2 separate regions of the Mus musculus genome follow, and region 2 is linked to region 1. Evidence: chromatin contacts called from public Hi-C data. All regions are on one chromosome and are shown on one strand. Each heading gives the region's core, a stretch centred on a gene start, on an enhancer-like site or on the middle of the called end of the contact. The rest is flanking DNA. Distances are from core to core; before and after follow the strand shown. Region 1 overlaps Cfap61 (cilia and flagella associated protein 61). Region 2 overlaps Ralgapa2 (Ral GTPase activating protein, alpha subunit 2 (catalytic)).

Evidence for each region. A called contact is a pair of places that touch in the nucleus more often than the background predicts.
Region 2: a Hi-C map of the N1E-115 cell line shows a contact between it and region 1, with 4 times the contacts expected there. The contact joins two enhancer-like sites. A contact is called at or near these places in 1 of 484 Hi-C or Micro-C datasets (the N1E-115 cell line), 1 of 115 datasets of contacts at active chromatin or transcription factors (large pre-B cells) and 2 of 9 other capture datasets (embryonic stem cells and embryonic tail).

The regions. Positions count from the first base shown.
Region 1 is chr2:146,047,418-146,053,672 of GRCm38.p6, reverse strand. The region is part of intron 17 of Cfap61 (cilia and flagella associated protein 61); the gene reads right to left. Among named protein-coding and RNA genes, the nearest start is that of Gm34629, 49 kb to the left of the region's middle. Within about 2 kb of position 3,387, at least 9 of the 459 cell types and tissues checked have an H3K27ac peak or open chromatin away from gene starts, as enhancers often do. A contact at or near this core is called in the N1E-115 cell line, where this site is marked.
Region 2 is chr2:146,323,004-146,329,036 of GRCm38.p6, reverse strand. It overlaps Ralgapa2 (Ral GTPase activating protein, alpha subunit 2 (catalytic)), which reads left to right. Exons shown (of 41, transcript NM_001033348.3): 37 at 1,501-1,659. Among named protein-coding and RNA genes, the nearest start is that of A930019D19Rik, 67 kb to the right of the region's middle. Within about 2 kb of position 3,951, at least 56 of the 459 cell types and tissues checked have an H3K27ac peak or open chromatin away from gene starts, as enhancers often do. A contact at or near this core is called in the N1E-115 cell line, where this site is marked.

The sequences.
Region 1 (6,255 bases), core at 2,138-4,637:
TGGGTTTGTGTGTGCTTGAGAAGGCGTGTGGTGGGGGAGGATGAGCACACGTGCACATAAAAGCCAGGTGTCACCCTCAGGTGTCACTTCTCTGGCACACTCACCTCATTTTGCTTCTTTGTTTGTTTTTTAACAGGGACTTTTTCCCCACTGGAACCTGGAACTCAAGGATTAAGCTAGACTCCCTGCCTGGCCAGAGAGCCCCCCAGAGATCTGTCTCCCTAAAACTCAGATACAAGCGCACGCCATCATACCTGGCTTTTGTATGAGCTCGGAAGATTGAACTTAGATACTCATGCTTGAATGCATGTACTTGACTGTACCGTGTCCTCGGCCCCTCAACACCACAGTATTTACACAGAGTGGCCAATTAGAGACAGTGGGGTGCTGGGGCTGGTTTTGTCTATTTCTTCTTTCCAGAAACCTGTACTGAGTTTTTTGTCATGATATTTTCTTTGTATCTGTAGCTCTAATCACCCCCTTTGCCATTTTACTGCACCTCGTATTTTAAGATACCCAAAGTCAAGCCAGCAGTAGGCATTGACAATCTTTACCTCCCCAAGAGCAAACTCTAAAGAAGCCACTGGGACACAAAGACCAGCTCTGGCCTGAAAGCATCATATAGATGCCCTCTCTGCCTCCCTCTTGGGTTCATATGGATATCTGCAGCCCAGTCTCCCCTAAATGCTGCTTCGAGATCAAAGGAAGCCTGTGTCTGGGTGGATAGATCAGGTACAGGCAGGAGAAAGTGGATTTTAACAATATTTCTGCTTTAAAAACACAGTAACTGAAACTTCATGAGCTGCACAGTCTCCCGTGTATGAATGAAGCTTTCTCAGAGTACCAGAAAAAATGTCAGGTACACTCCATTTCCCTGTTCTTAAGAGGAACAGCATTTTACTATTTCGTAGACAGAATGCTAGATCTAATCTAAAAATGAGAGATTGCAAAATGGAGCAGTCTCTGGGAAGACCCAGCAATTCCACTTCCAAGCTATACAGTGAAATGAACAGATAGACACACACACACACAAAGTACGTGAATTTTCATAGCATAGTTATTCACCAAAAGTGGACACAATTCAAATTTTCAACAGCTGAATAAAAACAGAATATGACATTATCCATACAATATAATATTTAGCAGTAAAGAGGAATAAAGTATAGACACGTGCTACCGCATGGGTGCCCTCATGAGTGAAAGAAGCTGTTCACCAAGTATCATGTGTTGTATGAAATATCCCAAACGGGCAAGTTCAAGGGACTGAAAGTAGGTGGTTGATAGAGATTCCAAGTAGGAGCAAGGATAAGAGAGAAAATACTAAAAATGTAGGCAGTGGTGATGGTTTTGTAATTCCATGAATGTACTAAACTGTGGCTTGTAAGGTATTTCAGTGACTGATCTCAGTTATCACCTGGGAGATGGGCCTCTGGACATGCCTGTGGGGACTTTTTTGGATAAGGTTAACTGAGGTGGGAAGACCTCCCCATTCTGAGTGGTACCATTTCCTTGGCTGAGATTCTGGACTAAATAAAAAAGGAAAAGTGAGATGAACACAGGTGCTCATTACAATTGCTTCTTGGTTGAATATGCAATGTAGCCAGCTGCCTGCAGCTCCCATGGCTATGACTTCCCCTTCATGACAGACGTGCAATGGAAAAGTAACCAAGACATACATGTGTGTGTGTGTGTGTGTGTGTGTGTGTGTGTGTGTGTGTGTGTGTCTGTGTGTGTCTGTGTCTCTGTGTCTCTGTGTGTGTGTAGATCTACATTCTATTTCTTGAACTTACCTTTTATTTATATCACACTAAAGTTTTGTCGAAGGGTGACTGAACCACTTATTCTGTGAAATGATGAGATTTGATGCTAGTTGGTAACGCTCCTGAGATACTAAAAATCGGTTTCACAACTTATTCTCATCCTTTTGCCATCCTCTCATGGCCTAACTCCTAAATACCACCCAGCATTTGTCAGTTGTGCCGCTAGCTCCTCAAGTAAACCATCAGGCACTCCTGTGATAGGCTAAGAACACTGCTGAGCACCATTCAATATAGAGCTGAATCTTGAGAAGTTTGTAATATAACCACCATATGGGATCATATTTTTCTTCTTTCCATAGCAGCTGCCACCACAATTCTGAAAGGCTTGTAACAGCATGCTGATACAACACAGAGGGAATTATAGACACCCTCCATCTATTGATGTCTCAAAACAGGCCTAGCACACCAGTCTGGCCCAGATGTCTGCTTCTCCGCAGCCTCCTCAGCCAGAGTTAGGCTGGTGCGGGATTGACACTAAGAGCAGAAACCGGCTAGAGTTGGGGGTGGGGGGTCCTGGCAAGTCTGTGGATCACATTTTTGATTAAGTGGCTGGTGTTAAAGATGTGAGGGATTAAAAAAGTTTAGTGTCAAGCTGTCTACTTTCTGTTTGCTAGTTTCCTAGAATGGCCGTGGCGTCAGATTTACACGTTAGTTAATAAACTCTGCAAGTCATGGCTAAGAGTGAGTTTAGGCAATTAGCTGCCTGGTGGGAAGATCTGTCAATAAACCAGCCTTTGAACAAGTCACCCCCACCCGACACACACACACACCCCTCTATGAGGAAGATGGTCACAACAGTAAGTGCTGGTGTGACAGGTACATAAGATGGGTTCACAGGAAACCACCAACCAGATCTCAGCAAACAGTAACCACAGGAGGGATGCCCAGCATCACTGTCTGAGGGAAAAGACTTGTGAGAGTCATGAGGACAAACCTCGGATCTAAAAGCCATTCTGATACCTGCATACACACAGCACGTTATATTTAACTAAGGAGTGTCAGAGCATTGGGGAAAATGACACAGAAGGTATATTATTTGAGAAAAAAAGAGCCCATGAAGGAATTTACACAAATTTCTCTACAATTCATAGAGGAAAGGGTTCCCCGCCATTCTAAGGAAACGTATTTCCCAGGAGTAGCATGAATGTGTAGGAAGAGGCTGAGAACAGGGCTGGAAAAGCCAACTAGACCCCTGTAGTGACTGAAAGTAGGTTTGTTTCATGTCCAGGAAACTTCACTGTGGTGATATTAATAAGGATCAATGCATAGATGGTGCTGAAAACCACAGGTTTACAATTTTAGAATCATCTCCTCAGGAGATAATAAAAAACTGTGGATTTTGGTTGGCTGGTTGGTTGGTTGGTTTCTTTGTTTGATTGTTTAAAAAAAATACTACATACTTCAACCACTACTATGACTAAGGGAAGTCTGACTACTGTCAGTGAAAGTCACCACGTTTAAGGAAGGGACTGGGAAACAATTACTCTGGGGAAAACCTAGCAGGTGCTGGGAGAATAATGCAATTTCCCAAGGCAGCAGATGCCCAAGTGCAACAGGATCCAGTAACCGTCCATCAGATGGTAATTATAGCTGGACTGGGGAAGAGCAGCCCAGATAAAAAGGGGCAATTCAAAGGGTAACTGAATGCCAGCCAGTGACATCTTTCTGAGATCACGTACCAGGAAAGGGTGGGCCAACACTTAGCTCTGGGGGTGGGGGGTTAGATACACTGCTGTTTTTTCTTGTACAAGGACAAAAGGAGATGTGGAGAAAACAAACACAGAGAAATGGAGGCCCCTAAAGAAGTTAGTTCAGATTTCAGCAGACTGTCATTACAACCAGAAGGGAAAAAAATAATAATAATAACATCGGCGCTGAACGCTCTGAAAGCATGGTTTCTCAGATGGGGATGAGAGCATACCTTCATTCTGTGACCACTCTAAATCAGGACAAAGACTATAATTAGAATAGACCATGAGAGCTCTTGTGAATGATAAACACAGTGGATTCCAAGGCGAATTTCTGGAGTTTAGCATTATAAATAATTGTTAACCGTCACAAGAGGAAGCTCAGGAAGCGCAGACACTCCAGGAACTCTACAGACAGGTCTCTACAAACTCTACAGGTCCAATCCTAGCTAGCGAGTCGCAGCTCCTACTATTCTTCCCCCTCCCTCATCCACCGCCATTAACTCTGTAAGTAAGGGGCTGGGCAGATGGCTTTACAGAGGACCTGGGTTCATTCCCCCAGTACCCCCACATGTAGGCTCCCAACTGTTTCTAAGTCCAGCTCCAGGGGATCCAGCACTCTCTTCTGGCCTTTGAAGGTACTGCAAGCATATGGTACACAGACATACATGAAGGCAAAATACCCAAATGCATGAAAGTTAAACAAAAAATTGATATATTGCCAGGTGGTGGTGGTACACGCCTTTAATCCCAGCACTTGGGAGGCAGAGGCAGGCAGATTTCTGAGTTCGAGACCAGCCTAGTTTATAAAGTGAGTTCCAGGACAGCCAGGGCTAAACAGAGAAACCCTGTCTCAAAAAAACAAAAAACAAACCAAAAAATTGATATATTGTTAAATATACTGGCAGCTTTCCCAAGAGCAGTGACAGTAACAAAGTCAACTCAAAATCCCTCTAGGGTACAGACAGGAAAGAAAAAAATGCCTTCTCCACAGACCTCCAAAGTAGGAGAAAGGCAACTTGCCCAATCTTTAATTGGTTTGTCTGCACAACGAACTCAGGCAGATAGAGAGTATTTCTCAGGATTACAGTGCTATGGTAAGCTATGGCGACCCATCTAAATGAAAGTTTGTGACAATAGCTCAGAACGTAAATGCACACGCCAAGATGGCTCATTCAAACTGGATGAGAATCTTCCAAGTCTACTGTGTGGATTATGGCCTTGACCAGGAAAGGCCTCTCTCTTACCCATGAGTTCCTAATGGTCAACTATAGAGTTATTATTGTGACTCTTGGGGGCCAACTTCTAGGTGTGATGAAGATGAAGGCATTGAGGTGCTTTCCTATGGTCTGCTCTGGAGTGAGCTGTCTATTAATAGAAGCCACTGGGAAGGTGCATACCCAAATAAGGCAGAAGCTCTATGGCCTCAGGGTGGGGAAGGGTAGACTCGGAGGGGAGGGAGAGCGCACATTGCCTTCCCACACAGTGATGAATCCGAATCACCGCTGTCTTGTGCCAGGTTCAAATTGGCAACCCACGGAGATGAAAGGCATTCTATCCCATTACTCATGCCTGGGGTGATCTGTCCCCTTGAAGATTGGCTTCCTAGGTGAAAGCGAGGGACCGACAGCTACTCAGAGATGCTCTAAGCAGGATAAAAGGCATGAAAAGCAAGTGGCTGGAGAGAAAAGACAGCAGTAATGCGTGGAAGCTGATGCACGTGGCCAAGGGATGTGAGGCTTGCAGCGACACGGGAACTGTGTGAGAAATGGCGCTTATCAGCCCTGCGTGCTTCAGCCACGGGAGTTCTGTCCGCTCTTCTTGAACACAGGGGTGCTAGGAATACATTGAAATTCCTCCCGGAACAATCCTATTAAGCTCAACGTATCTCAGACAATTGTTTAAAGTGTTAAACACATCTAAAATGTTTTTTAAAAGAGAGAAAAAAAGCCTTCCACATAAATCAGCGCCTTATTTTGAGTATCTAGGTCCACTCCGTGAGGGGTCAGTTACAATGTTACTGATCCTTTCCGTTTTCAACATTATTACTCCAGTGTAGTGCGGCTGCTGCGTGGTTTGTTTGTGACAGTGCTGGGCATCAAACAGAAACCTTTCCCACAAGCGTTCTTCCACCAGGCTATGTCCCTAGTCCAGACATTATCCATTGGTCTTGAAACCTGCACACCTCTTTGTTTTATGCAAAGCCGATGGTCTAACTGCAGGCACTGTATAGGCTAAATGCCACCGACCTACTTTCCCAATCCCTTGCTAAATCTTAATCTTACTTAAGCCACATGTCAAGATTTGATGTGGTCAGCAATGGTAGAAGCGTTCTTAACCAGTTGCAATTTCCCAGCACCATAAACACCCCAGCATTAGGTAGCAAGCAAACACCCACACCATTGTTTTTCTCAACAGCCCAATGAGGGCTTTCCTTCCTATCCCCCAGGTTTAAACTCTCTGTCTCCATTGTGCCTGTACATGGGCCAGGAATCTAAACAAAGAAGGAGTCACGCATCCTGACATGGGCAGGAAAGGGTTATTACACGTAAGCAGTGATTTCAAATCACACCAACCTGGGAAGTAATGCAAGGATCACTTTTTAATGAAACAAAATGTTTTCTCTGGCTTTCTTTCCACCTGGAGCTCCAGTTCATCTGAGGGTGGCCCAGTACCAGAAGTGACGGGCAGAGGACGGACTGGGGGTGTCTTGCATGCTTGAAACATGTTCCTGCTACTAGCAACAG
Region 2 (6,033 bases), core at 2,702-5,201, 270 kb before region 1:
ACATCTAAAAATTAATATCTATGCCAACATGTTTCAGATGTACTCGATTCCAGAGTGTATTTTTACTGTTTTTTTTTTTTAAGATAAAACTAGAACATAAGCTCTGCCATAACATCAGTTTTATTAGAGGGCTTTAAAGGTTGGTCCCTTGTTCCTTGATGGCACTCCCTGCTCTGAGGCAGGCACCTCATCCCTCAAGACTTCTAAGACCTTGCCTCTGCCATACATCATAACTTTAGAACTTTAATTCAGGCCAATATTCTCATCACTGTGTCTGTTCCTTTTAGTTATGCTTTAGGCTTTCTCAAATGATTTCTTTACAGCTATGGCCAGATTCTGTTGGCAGGCTCTCCACGTGAGCAGTTTATCAGTGATGTTCTTGCATCTAGCAAAGGTTTGCCCTAGAAGAGCTTGTAAAGGGTCTCTGAGGCCTTCCCAGGGCCTTCTTGAAGACACCAAGAATCTGTGGTTTTTTGGAGTTCATAGTCTCTTTATAAAATGTCAAAATAAGTGAGCTAAACCACTTGAGATATATCACTAAAATAGCTTTTGATGTGAGCTGAGATCAGGAATGTCCAACTGAATGCAGCAGAACATAAAATTGTAAATTTACTCATAGCAGTGAGAGAGAGAGAGAGATTTTGTTTATTATAAATTGATTGTATATCTTAGTGTGTACATACTGTGCCATTGAAATGCTACATACTATTATGTATAAGTTGAATGTCCCTGGCTTAGATCATCATGAGTAGAGGCCACTGTCTCTGGCCCTCTCTCCGGTGCTGTTCTGTGCACTTGCCAGATAGAGCATTCCTGAGCAGAATTCCTTACTTCTTGTAAGATGAGGTAAAGCTGGAGTTACTTAAAGTCTGTAGGAAGGGTAGACATCATTTGTGAGCACTTTGGACATCTTTAAATGCTAGATGCTAGTATGCCCACCAAAGTTAAGTTTTAATTTAAATTAAATATATTTATTTCCTTAAAATATAATTTCTTACCATCTTTATCTCAAAAATTTATCTCAGCACCAGTTTCTTAGAGATTGTCAACAGTTGTGTTGGAGTAGCTTGACTTATCTCACTTTGTTATTTCTTAATAACCACTGGATTCAAAAGCTTAAAGTTTTCAAGCAATAATGACTAGAAAAAGTGATGTCTTTTTTGTTGTTGTTGTTGAGAAACATTCTCAGCACTATAGGTTAGGACTGGTTTAGAAACAGAATTCTGGGTAAAAGAGACCTTAAAGACATCTTCCTCCATCCCACTGTAATGTGCCTTGGAGCTTCTGTGTGTGATATTAGAACCAAACTGGCATCCTAGCAGGTAGGCCAAGGTTTCACAGAATAGCACATTCTGAAATCCTGAGTATCATCAGTGTAGTAGCCTGATTTGGACTAAAATATTTTTGGCCTCTGAGTTTTCTAATTCAATTTGTAAGCCACAGCCCCTCATAAACTGTTGTTAGCACCTCAGTTAATAAAGAGCCAATTTGCTGTTGCAGCTCCGTCACCTGGGGAATGATGAGGTCCACATCGTCTGGTCTGAACACTCCAGGGACTACCGCAGGGGTATTATCCCAACAGCCTTTGGAGACGTTTCCATCATTATTTACCCAATGAAGAATCATATGTTCTTTATCACGATAACGAAGAAGCCTGAGGTACGCTTTCTCCATTGTCACCCAGACCCCTTCATTTGCTATTGGAATCACAGTCCTCAAAAACCCTGATAAATGTTACAGATAACTGTATGTGCTAAATGGGAATTTAATACAAACTGTGATATTCAAAAAAACTCTAATCATAAGCACAAAATTCCATTTTGTATTATTTGAAAATTATGTTAGAAAAATATATGGATTTTTAAGTAATTTTAATGTTTTAAAGTATTATAATTTTAAGGATATTATAATTTTTAACTGGGGCACATTATTAATAATAGTAAGAATTGATGGAACTCCATTTTCACTTAGTATTTGGGGAAAACCATGGGTCTACAATCCAGCTTTGTCTGACAGATGAGCATTGGTCACTGAGCCCTGACTGGTGCTGATTGCAGTCAATCCTGAAGGATTCTGGACATGTCCACAAAGACACTGGTGCCCTGAAGCAAAGCACACATGATGAGTATTAACAATCAAAGCACCTTGCTAGAGAATCAATTCAGCCATGTCAATTGGTATTGACCATGGGGCTGGCTGGAACAATCCAATGGTCTGTGTCCTGTGTACTAATCAGCTGCAGCTTGCGTCCTCATCATGCCTCTACTGGTATTTTAATCCTGCTGCTCTGTATTGACATATTGTGTTTTTAACTCATTAAGAAGAGTCTTCTTAGCTTTGAAATTAAATATATTAAGCATATAGGCCTTTCTTTAAGGGAAAAAAAAAAAAGACTTGTTTCCAGCCTGATAGTAAATATAATATTTCTGTACATCTCAGAATCACTCTCCCGGAGGAGCTCAGTGTTATTCTGCTGATTGTTCTTAAGCTTTAAAAAGCAGGTCATGAGGTTTGCTGTTCTAATTCGGATTTGTAACCTAAAGTGTTACATTCGCATTAAACGTGCTAATAAGTGGAAAAGTGCTTCAGATATTGCCTGGCACCTGGGTAAAAGCTGTTTCCATGTTAGCCATTGTTGCAGTTATGGTTGCTATCAGGATTTTTTATATATAGTTACGATCATAGTAAAATCAGTAGAGTTCTAAGTTTAATGTATATATTAACTCTCCAATATATAGGCTCTCTCAATCTAGGAAAACCTCATAAAATAAAAGACAAAAGATGTCAGAATTTATATTAGATATTGTGTTCCTTTGATTCAGACTCCTGTGTATGGCATGTTTTCAGCTTTGTGCTGTAAGTTAATGGCTCAGTGCTAACATCTGCGTTTGTCTATGAAGACAGAATTATGTATAAGAATTAAAGTGATAATTTTAATCTTAAAGAGTAATAGTTTTAGTACTTTTAGCTTTCAAATTTTTTTTAAAAAAATTCGTTTATAAGTAGTGTGGAGCTAGTTTTACTAGGTCATCTTCAGGATAGTCCTCTAAAATGTCAGAATGTCCTTTAAGTGTCCCCTTTACTTTTAAAGTGAATGAAGACCATGAAAAGCATTTCATTTCACTCTGCTGTGTCAAAAGTGACATTTCTCAACATAGCATGAGATGCATAAAATGTTATTTATATACTTTTAAATTTTTCCTACAAAAATGTTTAAACTTGAATAAACTTGGTAATTAATTTTGACAAGATGAATTCGGAAAATTGGTTTCTTAATATTTTAACTCAAAAAAAGCCTAAAGTGAAAAGAGAATAATGGGAAACTGAAAACTTAGTGTTGTCCCTACATTTAAAGTTACAAACCATTACAATGTAATAAAATTAATCCAGACATTTCCAGGGCAAGTGTAGCTGACCTTTTGTTCACCAACCACTGACCCCAGGGTGAATGCAAGAGGCTTTCGGAGGGAAAGTCTGTTTGTTTGGCTTCAGTCCCTGGTATTTAAATTGCATTCCCTAATCAAATGAAAAGGCTGTCCTCTCTATCAGGTTACAGAATCCATGGCAACATTTGGCCTTTTATATCCATAATGTTAGCCTTTTTGTTTGCATCTAAGTAGAGACACCTGGAGCAATGCTAACATTAACCGATTTAGCATTAATAGCTTCATTATATAAGAATTTCTGATCAGATAGCTGTTACTTTTGTTATATTGCTTCAGCTTGTATTGTTGTCATTTTTTATCTCCTTGCTTGGCAACCAGGCAATGATTTGCAAATTTTTTTTGTCTTGATTAATTAAGCAATATAATTATCAGTAACCGTGATGCAGTCTTTGCTCAACAAAGCTTCTGAGAGAAAACAATGGTAAGTCTGTTAGTATGAATGCATTCCACGCGTCCCAGATGCATGAGGATATTATGGACAATGAGGGGAAAGGCCGCCTGTGAGCGAGGACAAAGGGTGCCACGCAGACTCGACACACTGCACATACCGCCAGGGACATGCTGCGGGCTCCCTGGGACACAGACGCCTCGTTAGATTACAGCTAGTCAGCAGAGATTAATTCTCAGCCATTTGGCGCAATAATTTACCCATTTCCCAGTCTTTTAACTAGTGTTCCTTACCGTGGAACTGAAGGCTTTGTACTCAAAGGTTTTCTTAACCTTGTCCACTTTTAGGAATCTCCACAAAAATCATTATTTGTCCTTAGAGATTGTAGTAATACAGCTGCTTGAGTTGAAGACTGTTCCTTTAGAAGACAGAAGCTGCGTGTATTTCAGAGACTGCAGGTGGAATCAGCAGCAGGCTTTTCCCACCTGTGTATTTCATATGAATAGAGTGGGACTCTGTGGCCAAATACATTTATCTTACTCATTTCTGGGTAGCCATACTCCTCTAAGAATCATTTTAATCCCTTTTAGGAGAGGGAAAAAACTCATCAGAACACAAAAGTCCTGCTCATTGGATGGAGTCATGCATATTCAAATTGTACTTTCATTCACTTGGCCTCATTAATAGCCTATGTGATAATGTGGGGCTATTTGTAATACAAGCTCACAGGCAGCATTACTTCCAAGTCCTTTGAAATTTAACATATTTCGCTTTTTCATTCCATACACCCCCCCCTAAATATACAAATTATGTGACTGGCAAAGTCCGCCCCTTCTTAATAATGCCCCACATTTGTAAAATGCTACATTGGAGAAGCATGGTGTGCTTGTTGTGAGGGCACAAAATCCTCATGGCTGAGAGAGTCTGCTCACTTCACAAACATTGTATTGAACCTCTGCCTTTTTCTTTAAAAAGCAGTGTGCTTTGCAGCATTATTTCATTGTTAAAGTGATTTCCAAATAAGTCCATTCCCATCTCCATAAATATTGACACAATAAAGTTATGATCATAGAAAAGAGATGCATAATTATCAGACTTAAATTTTTTTTGCCTACTTTTATCTGTTAGCCATTCATGAAAGACTTGTCACAAGACAGTAAAGTGAGTGACCTAAAGGGTATGCAGAGCCCATTGTCTTGCCTTTTCTTAAGTTATCCTGACCATCCGGAGGGTGCTGTTAAGCCAGTGTCTGGCTCACATGTAGCTGGTGTGCGGGATGGAGATGCATGAGTGCATACAGATGTGTAGGAATGGATCCTTCTTCTGGGTGATGCCTCGCTCAGGACCTCTGTCTGGAGCAAGCACCTCGAAAATGCCAGTCAAAAGTTTAATGTGCCAGAAGTCACAGGAGCATTTAAGCTCATAAGACTAAGAAGAGGCCAGCTTGGACATCTATGCTTTTGCAAGGAAGTGTTTTAACCCTGCTGGAGTTCCCCCATTATACAGGAAGCGTGTTTGCCTTTGCTGTGTGGTTTTGTAAATTTATCTTGGTTTCACATTATAATTTTCTTTAATATTTATCCCAGCTAAACAACCCTTTGGCGATTCAGTCATGTACCTTAAATATTCTGGAGAATTCTCAATGAAGCAAATTAACTTTAGAAAATACTGAGTCATTTACTTAGAAAAGATCATTGAAAATACCAAAGAAATAGATTTTATTAAACTAACTTATGTGGATTGCTGCAATGTGTTCTGCTTGTGTTATTAACATTGATTTTAGAACTATGTCAAGAGGCAGCTGCTTGCAGGTATTGTTTTGAAATCAAACTTGCTAATACACAGGCACTGCTAAATAGAGGAATTTCCTAGATACTATGGATTTATATTATCACTTTTGTTCAGTTTTTGAAAGATTGAGTCACCCACAAGCAGATGTCAAAGAATAAAGAACATTTGTTTTACAAAAGGACCTTGAGAACAGACAGAAGAAAACCTGAAGCAGCACTGTATACTATTAGGAACTTAGCTCCTACCTCACAGGAACTTGGCTTTTGAGATCTGCTTTTCAACAGAATTTCTTTAAAAGTTGGCACCATTTCCCTGCTTCTGTCTTAGTCCTCCACACATCTGTCTTCCTCCTGTGGATTTGTCTTCTCTCCTTTGCTGAATATATACCAGATAGCAAACTGCAGGCCA